2 separate regions of the Gossypium hirsutum genome follow, and region 2 is linked to region 1. The links are chromatin contacts, called in public Hi-C maps. All regions are on one chromosome and are shown on one strand. Each heading gives the region's core, a stretch centred on a gene start, on an enhancer-like site or on the middle of the called end of the contact. The rest is flanking DNA. Distances are from core to core; before and after follow the strand shown.

Region 1 (3,740 bases), core at 648-3,147:
TAAAATAATATTTAATTTGGTGAAAAAAAAAGAATAGGCAAGAAAAAAGCAGAAAAAGTAAAAAATGAAAAACAAATTAAAAAAAGAAAAGAAAAGCAGAATAGGGTGTTAGAATTTGGTGGGGTCAAATTATTTTGCTCCACCAAAAAAAAAGTAAATTTGTTTAAAGCACCTCATTTTTTCAAAAATCGTAATATTTTCCTAATATTTATATAGGTGGCACCATTCTACATAGTTCCACAAAAAAATTAATTTTTTATCCCAAATGTTGATGTGACATGTTAGTGGTGCCAAACACTTTAGCTCCACTAACTTTTACTGTTAATTTTAAGTCATTTTTGTATTTTATAAAAAAAAATCATGTAAGTAGTTAGTTAATATTTTAGGTTAGTTTTATTGAAAAAAAGAGAGCTTATTTTTATAATCAACAAAACAAATATATATATTCAACAGTTGTAACTTAGGATGGGAATATTCCATATGAATGGTTTAATATCGGGATTCGTTTTATCTGTTTCACTATTTGATTTTTTATGTTGGTTTTAAAAATTTTGAACATAATAAATTTGGATAATAGAATATTGATTTAAGGGTGTAAAAATATTTAAATTATTTCAAAAAAAATCAAGTCTCTTTTTTTTTAACATTCAATTGTGTACTTGAACTTTCAAAATACATTAAAAATACCCTCAAACTTAAAAAAAAATAAAAGAAGCAATTAAGCCACTGTTTTATTTTTTTGCACTCAATTGAGTACTTGAACTGTCAAATGCCTCAAAAAGGCCCTTTGACCGTTAACTTTAACAGTTGATTGTTAAATTTAATTACCCCTAATCTTTTTTAGTTAAAGCCACTTAGTGTAACAACCACGGCGAGACATGTGGAAAAAAATTATAAAAAATAAAAATAAATAAAATTTATAAAAATATTTAGAATTTATTAAAATTAGAATTGTTTTATAAATACCATAAAAATTATAAAATGCATAAAAAAAGCCTTTAACTGTTAACTTTAACCGTTAAAGTTAACAACCCCTATTTTTTTAATTAAAGTTATCATATATCGCAACACGATGTGACATACTTTTTTTAGTACAATAATTTTTATATTTTTTTAAGAATTTTATATTTCTTTACATTTTTTTATAATTTTCTTACGACTTTATACAATTTTATAATTTTTTTCTATATTTCTATATATTTTATAATTTTTATAAAATTTTAAAATTATTTATAAATTCTTTTACGATTTTATAATTTTTATAATTTTTCTAATTTTTTAATTAAAATTTAATAATTTTTATAACTTTCATTGATTTTTATTTTTTACCATTTTTGTCACATGTCATGTTGTGATTGTGACACGTGGTGACTTTAACTGAAAAAAATTAGGGGTAGTTGAAGTACCCAATTGAGTGAAAAAAATAGGGACTTAATTGTTTTTTTTCTAAAAAAAAGTTTGAGGGTCTTTTTGATAAATTTTGAAAATTTAAGTACCTAATTGAGTGTAAAATAAAAAGGAGGGGCTTACTTACTCTTTTTAAAAAGTTTGAGCTTTTTTATACATTTTAAAAGTTCAAGTAATCAAATAACTGTAATTATTATTATGTTTGAAAAAATATACAGCCTCGAATCTAGAAAATTTGATGGGTAATTTATTTGATTCATTCAATAAACTATTCTATATTTTTTAAAAAGAAAATGAATATTTAAAAAATCAAGCGCAGCCGACAGAATTTTGTCAGTTTGTTTTAAGATGTCTACCTAAAAGACAAAGGGCCATATCGTATCAATTTTCTTTTTTTCAACTGTAACCGATTTGTGTTACCTCGTGAACACAACTTGTCCCTAATTTTCCAATAAGGGTTGGCCCTTAAGGCCTAGTTAGGACCAATTACATCACGTATGCTAGAATTACGCACATGCACATGCGGTAACATTTTCCCTATAAATCGCAGGGCTTTGCCTCCACCATTTTCATCATTCCAGCTGCTCTCATTTTTCTTTGGAAACAAAAAACAAAAAATAGAAAAAATAAAGAGCAAGAGATATGGCAAGCGCATTCTCTTATAATTCTTTTGGATTCCTTCTCATTCTTGTCGCCTTTAGTTCATTGATAAATATAAGTTCAGCTGGTAGGCAAATTGCCCCTAAAACTAGCATTGAGTTTATCAGAACATCTTGTAGTTCAACGACTTACCCTAAACTTTGTTACGAATCTCTCTTAACACAGGCTAGCATGATCCAAACAAGCCCCCAACTCATCGCCCATGCAGCCCTAAACGTGACCCTTTCAACCGCCAAGTCAACCTCGGCCTTGATGGTGAAGCTTGCCAAAAGCCAAGGATTGAAGCCTACAGAGGTGGGCGCCATGCAAGATTGCGTGGAGGAATTGGAGGACACGATAGATGAGCTGAGAAAGTCAATCAGCGAGATGGGTCAGCTTAAAGGCTCCAATTTTGGACTAATGATTAACGATATACAGACATGGGTTAGCGCTGCTTTGACGGATGAGAACACCTGCGCCGACGGGTTTGGAGGGAAAAACATGAACGGCAGTGTAAAGACTGCTGTGAGATCCAAGATTGTCACAATCGCTCATTTGACTAGTAATGCCTTGGCTTTGGTCAACAGCTATGCTTCATTTCATGGTTAGCTATTTAATCAACTCTACAGGGGAAATTTAGTCATTATTTACACTAGCAATTGTATTTATGGATTTTTAGAAATTACTTCTGTTTTCCTGGTAAATGTAAAATATATATGTGGTCCAAAGAAGGGAATGGAGATGTGTTTGTGTGTTTGTGTGTGATCTTGGTGTCTTAATGAAAATGAATGGAGTGATCTATATTATCTGCACACGTTGTATCTGTACAATACATTGCTTTTTGTGAACATAGTAAAAGTAAGTTGATGAAGCCTCTGTTGCAGCATAGAAGCAGAGGTTTTAGTTTGTTGCAAGTACATCTGGTCTTGATGTTGAATAGACATAGTAGTATTATTTTGATCTCATATTTTTGTAACTCATTTAAAACTACTTAATAACTTTACTAAATGCAAATTTTGTTTCAAACGTCAAGATTAATTTGGTATTCAAAAATATCTTGTACTTGAAATTATGAGAATTTTCGATATTAATATATTCGAGCATTCAACTTCCACTTCAAATTCTGGGCCCTTAGTCCCTACCCAATGATGATTGCCTAGCCCGTACTTAGTTGCATACTTTCTTGGTTTAATTATTAGAATAAATATCTGTCCCTAGTTTATTAGTTGTTTTTTTCTTCGGTAAAAATATGCTCACACTTGACTCGATTGTTGGATCCAAATATAAGGTACAACATTTGTTGTCCAAGTAACTCAAAGTGACTTCCACTTCAATTGCAATTTTGAACATCAATTATTTGTTACCCATTTCAATACTAAGTGATTAAAAACAATTTCAATTCATTTAAAATGAATCAAAAACATTTTAAAATGAATTCTAGGTGTTCGGAGGTGATCGGGACCAAGTTCGAGTCTCAAGTGTTAAAATAAGCCCATTTAAAATGAATTAGAAACACACTTGTAAGGCTACAATGAGCCCGTTTAGGCATAACACTCTCAACTGATTGAAAACATAGTAGAATGAGTCTCATGATATAGGCTCATAATTTTCCTTTGCACATTTAGTGGGATTGAATGCTTATTCCACCACGTCACGCTATTGGATAAAGAGACCTCTCTTATAAATAACCTGAT
Region 2 (3,740 bases), core at 602-3,101, 39 kb before region 1:
CTACTATTGTTTTTAATCTCATTGGAGTCAATTTCCCTCTTACACATTAATTAATAGTTTATATCTCAACAGTACTTTGAGCCTTCTCTATAACAACATTTCATTATAACAACAAGATTTTTGTAGAATTAATTTTTTATGTTTTACTTTTACCCTCAATAACAACTCTCCACACATACTTAGCAACAACATCCATAAGCTATGAAGTACCTTCCACATACAACAATCAAGTTTGTTGTAATTGTATACAACAATCTCGTTTTTTAATTTTAATGAAATTAGTTCTATTACTAAATAAAATGAAATAAATAAATTTTTGTTAGAATATTATTTCAATAAAATATTTAAAATTTACATAAAAATCTATTAATCATATTTTATTATTAAAAAATAATACATTCATAAAATTTGTCAAAGAGATAATGTTGGGTCAAGGATTGCTTGACTTATTCCTACTTTATATAGATATAGAGTATATAGCCGGCAATGATAATTTTAAATTTCCTTAGTTCCAAAGCTCCATCCAAAGGGAGGGAAGTCACCCGAGGGAGAAGGCGCTTGTTGAATCAATTCTATTCTTATTAGTCGCACCTATCGTATAAAAAGTAGTAGATTCCGGTGAAAGGTCACGAAGAGGATAGATATTTTAGTAGAGGAAGAGAAAAAGACTGAACTGAATTTGAGAACATAGTAGCCATACTATAGTTACGGTTTCAAGGCTTAGAAAGACTGAAGTAGGTAATTAGTCGAAGCAAAGAAAGGATGCTTCTTTTTCTTGGAGGCAAGCCTAATATTATATTTTCAACTTCAATAAATAAATAAATAAATAAATATGATCTAAATATCAAATGTTGTTATATGTTAAATACATTTAATTCTATATCCGTCAAAATTTTAGCAAACAAATGAGACTGTTATTGATAGTTGACTATACACATATTCAAAGTCTTAAGACCATTCCCTTGTACCTATACTATAATTAAAACATCTGACTAAGCTGCTTCCACAAGTCAACGAGCTTTTTTTAACAAAGCAGATTGTATTATTATGTGAGTTTTTTTTTTTTGCTTCTTTTCATATTTTATTTAAAACAATAAAAATTAACAACTAGTGAGGCTTAAACCTAACACAACGAGTTTTAAAACTTCAACTTTATTATTTTATTTAGACATAATGACTTATTTGGTCCTTCAGTTCTACAAAAGAAAGTCATTTTAGTCCTCCATTTAATTTCTTGTCTCTTTTAGTCTTCGAACTTGTATTATTTATCAAACCACCCAAAATGGTTGGAAAAGTTAATATCCGTTAACTTTGCTGACTTGACATGCACATGGAAGCCACGTAAGCAATTATTTTTTAATTTTAAAAAATTAAAAAATATAAATTATTAAAAATATAAAAATATAAAATTTATTTATTTTTTAAAATAATAAAGTATTAATTTGGCATATATGTGGACTATAACATCAGCAAAGTTTAAAAAAAATCATTACGCCCAAAATGAATGTATAAGTGTTAAATTGAAGAGAAGAGTGAGAGAAGTTTAAGGGCATGGAAATGGAAAATGTGAAATACTCCATTGTTGTACTAGTACTAGTAGTAGAAGTAGAAGGTCAAATTCTTGAATGGATGGAAGGAGAAAGTGGGAGGGGCATGCGGGACCTCTTTCAATTATTGAATTGCAAAAGATAGGGTAGGAAGGTATTGGGTGACTCATATTTTTGTTTGAAAAATATACTGAAAACGAAAATGTATATTCCTGGAAAGAGAAAGACTTGTACTAGCAATTGCATACAGCCAATTAATTAACCATCCAGTTGTGGTCCGGAAGTATCTCATAAATCTTTATACCACATGCCAAAATGATCAATCGGTTTTACATGTGAGAAATGAATATAGGAGTATATGTACGGAAAACACTAGCATACGTTAAAATGAATGATTTATGATAACTATTTCAATAGGATCTTTGCTGCGTGGTTTGACGGTTGATGTCAGACTACCTTTTCTGTGATTATTCTACGTGTAAATATATATATATTTAAGTTTAAAGGACAAAACATTACGCCAAGAATGAAACGTGGTTGATTCTATCCATTGATGGTGCACTAGCTAGAGATAATGGGAATGTTTTGCTAATTGGTGTTCTGCAAGATGATTATGGGAATTGGGTCTTGGGTTCCCAATATTTGAGAATGTACAGTTTTTGAAGTTTAATTATAGGGTATTTTAGATGGTTTCTAGTTTTACTCAATAAAGGTATTAAAAGGGTTATTATACACACTAATAACCTGGAAGTGATTGAAATTTTATGCAGCAATAAGATGATAAATTCAGGAATCACTGGAATTAGAAGGATTAAACGGATTATGAAAGCTGAAGGATAATGAAAGATAATATTTACTTCTAGAAAAAGTAATCTAGTAGCTGATTTTCTAGTCAAGCTCTCACGTAGAGATTAAAATTGCAGATTCTTGAGGTACCATTGTTTGAGGTTTCAGATTTTCTTCAATAAGACAAAACTAGTAGAATTTTTGCTCAATTTATTTTTTTAAAACACAAAAAGAGAAGTAAAAAACATTTAGAATTTGCCAAAAATCAATTAAACCCCAAAACTATATTTAAGTAGTTCTTTAAAATTTTAAATTGTATTAATTAAAAATAATTTGATAGTCAGCAAAAAAAAAAGATGGATTGAAAATTTTTACGTTTAGGACAAACCTTAACAACCGTTTCTACAATTTCACTCCAAACTTAAAATATTTTTAAATTATAAAAAATTTTATTTTTTAAAAAACATAAAATTTTAAAATATTATTAAAATTTATAAAAAACTTAAATAAAATTCAAAAAGTTAAAAAAGAAAAAAATTACTAAAATTCACTTAAAACTTTGAGTCTAGAAATGAATTTTAACATTGTTCAAATTTATTCAAGATGATTTTTCTAAATAATATAAAATTTTAAAAATATTATAATTTATTTTTCTTTAAAAATGTTATATATGTATCAATATTTTAATTCTACTAATCCTTTTTAGGCTAGATAAAAATTAAAAAAATTAGAAAATATATATATAATTTTTTTTAAAATATTAATTCTACTACTACTGCTATGTCGAGATGTTAAAACGAAGCAAATTGCTCTCTTGGCAAGGCCAAAAGGCACTTCGTCGTGTTTTTGTAGTTATTGAATAATCTGGCAAGACGTTCTAAGGTGAGGGTATAACACTTATCAATAGAAATTTAATTATTATACATAATTCGCAAGTGAGTTCTATATATATTAATTGTGATGTTTTATGTATTGAAGAGTACTGAAAAAAAATGGTTCTCAACAAAAAAAAAATTTATATTTTAGGCTAAATCGGTTTAAGGATGACATTCTTCGTCTAAGTTCAAAAGTCCACTCGAAAATTAGATGTGTTGGACAAAAATATTAAGTTAAAAAATAAATTTAGACAGCAAAATTATGTCTATTTAAAATATAGGTTGAGTTTGGACTCCAACTTTTTATACTCGAGTTCTACCCAATTTCAATTGCTTTGTTGTTTATATATTTGTAATTTATATCACAGGAAAAAAAATATAATCAACAATAATGTATATATTAAAATGTATTAAGTTGTTTATGTTTATAAGTTTAATAAAGAATGTATATAATGTTAATAAATGATATATATTTATATATTAGGTAAAAATAATTATATTTTAAAAATTTAAAAAATAAATCGGGTAAAAT

The links. A called contact is a pair of places that touch in the nucleus more often than the background predicts.
Region 2: a Hi-C map of leaf shows a contact between it and region 1, with 1.5 times the contacts expected there. The contact joins the enhancer-like site here to the promoter of LOC107949658 in region 1. A contact is called at or near these places in 8 of 34 Hi-C or Micro-C datasets (anther, callus, fibers and 2 more).

What each region holds. Positions count from the first base shown.
Region 1 is chrD03:42,806,335-42,810,074 of Gossypium_hirsutum_v2.1, reverse strand. LOC107949658 (21 kDa protein) reads left to right here and starts at 1,897. Exons shown (of 1, transcript XM_016884383.2): 1 at 1,897-2,858. The coding sequence starts at 2,050. The coding sequence ends at 2,655.
Region 2 is chrD03:42,845,647-42,849,386 of Gossypium_hirsutum_v2.1, reverse strand. No RefSeq gene overlaps it. Among protein-coding and RNA genes, the nearest start is that of LOC107949655, 4.0 kb to the left of the region's middle. Within about 2 kb of position 1,851, at least 2 of the 9 cell types and tissues checked have an H3K27ac peak or open chromatin away from gene starts, as enhancers often do. A contact at or near this core is called in leaf, where this site is marked.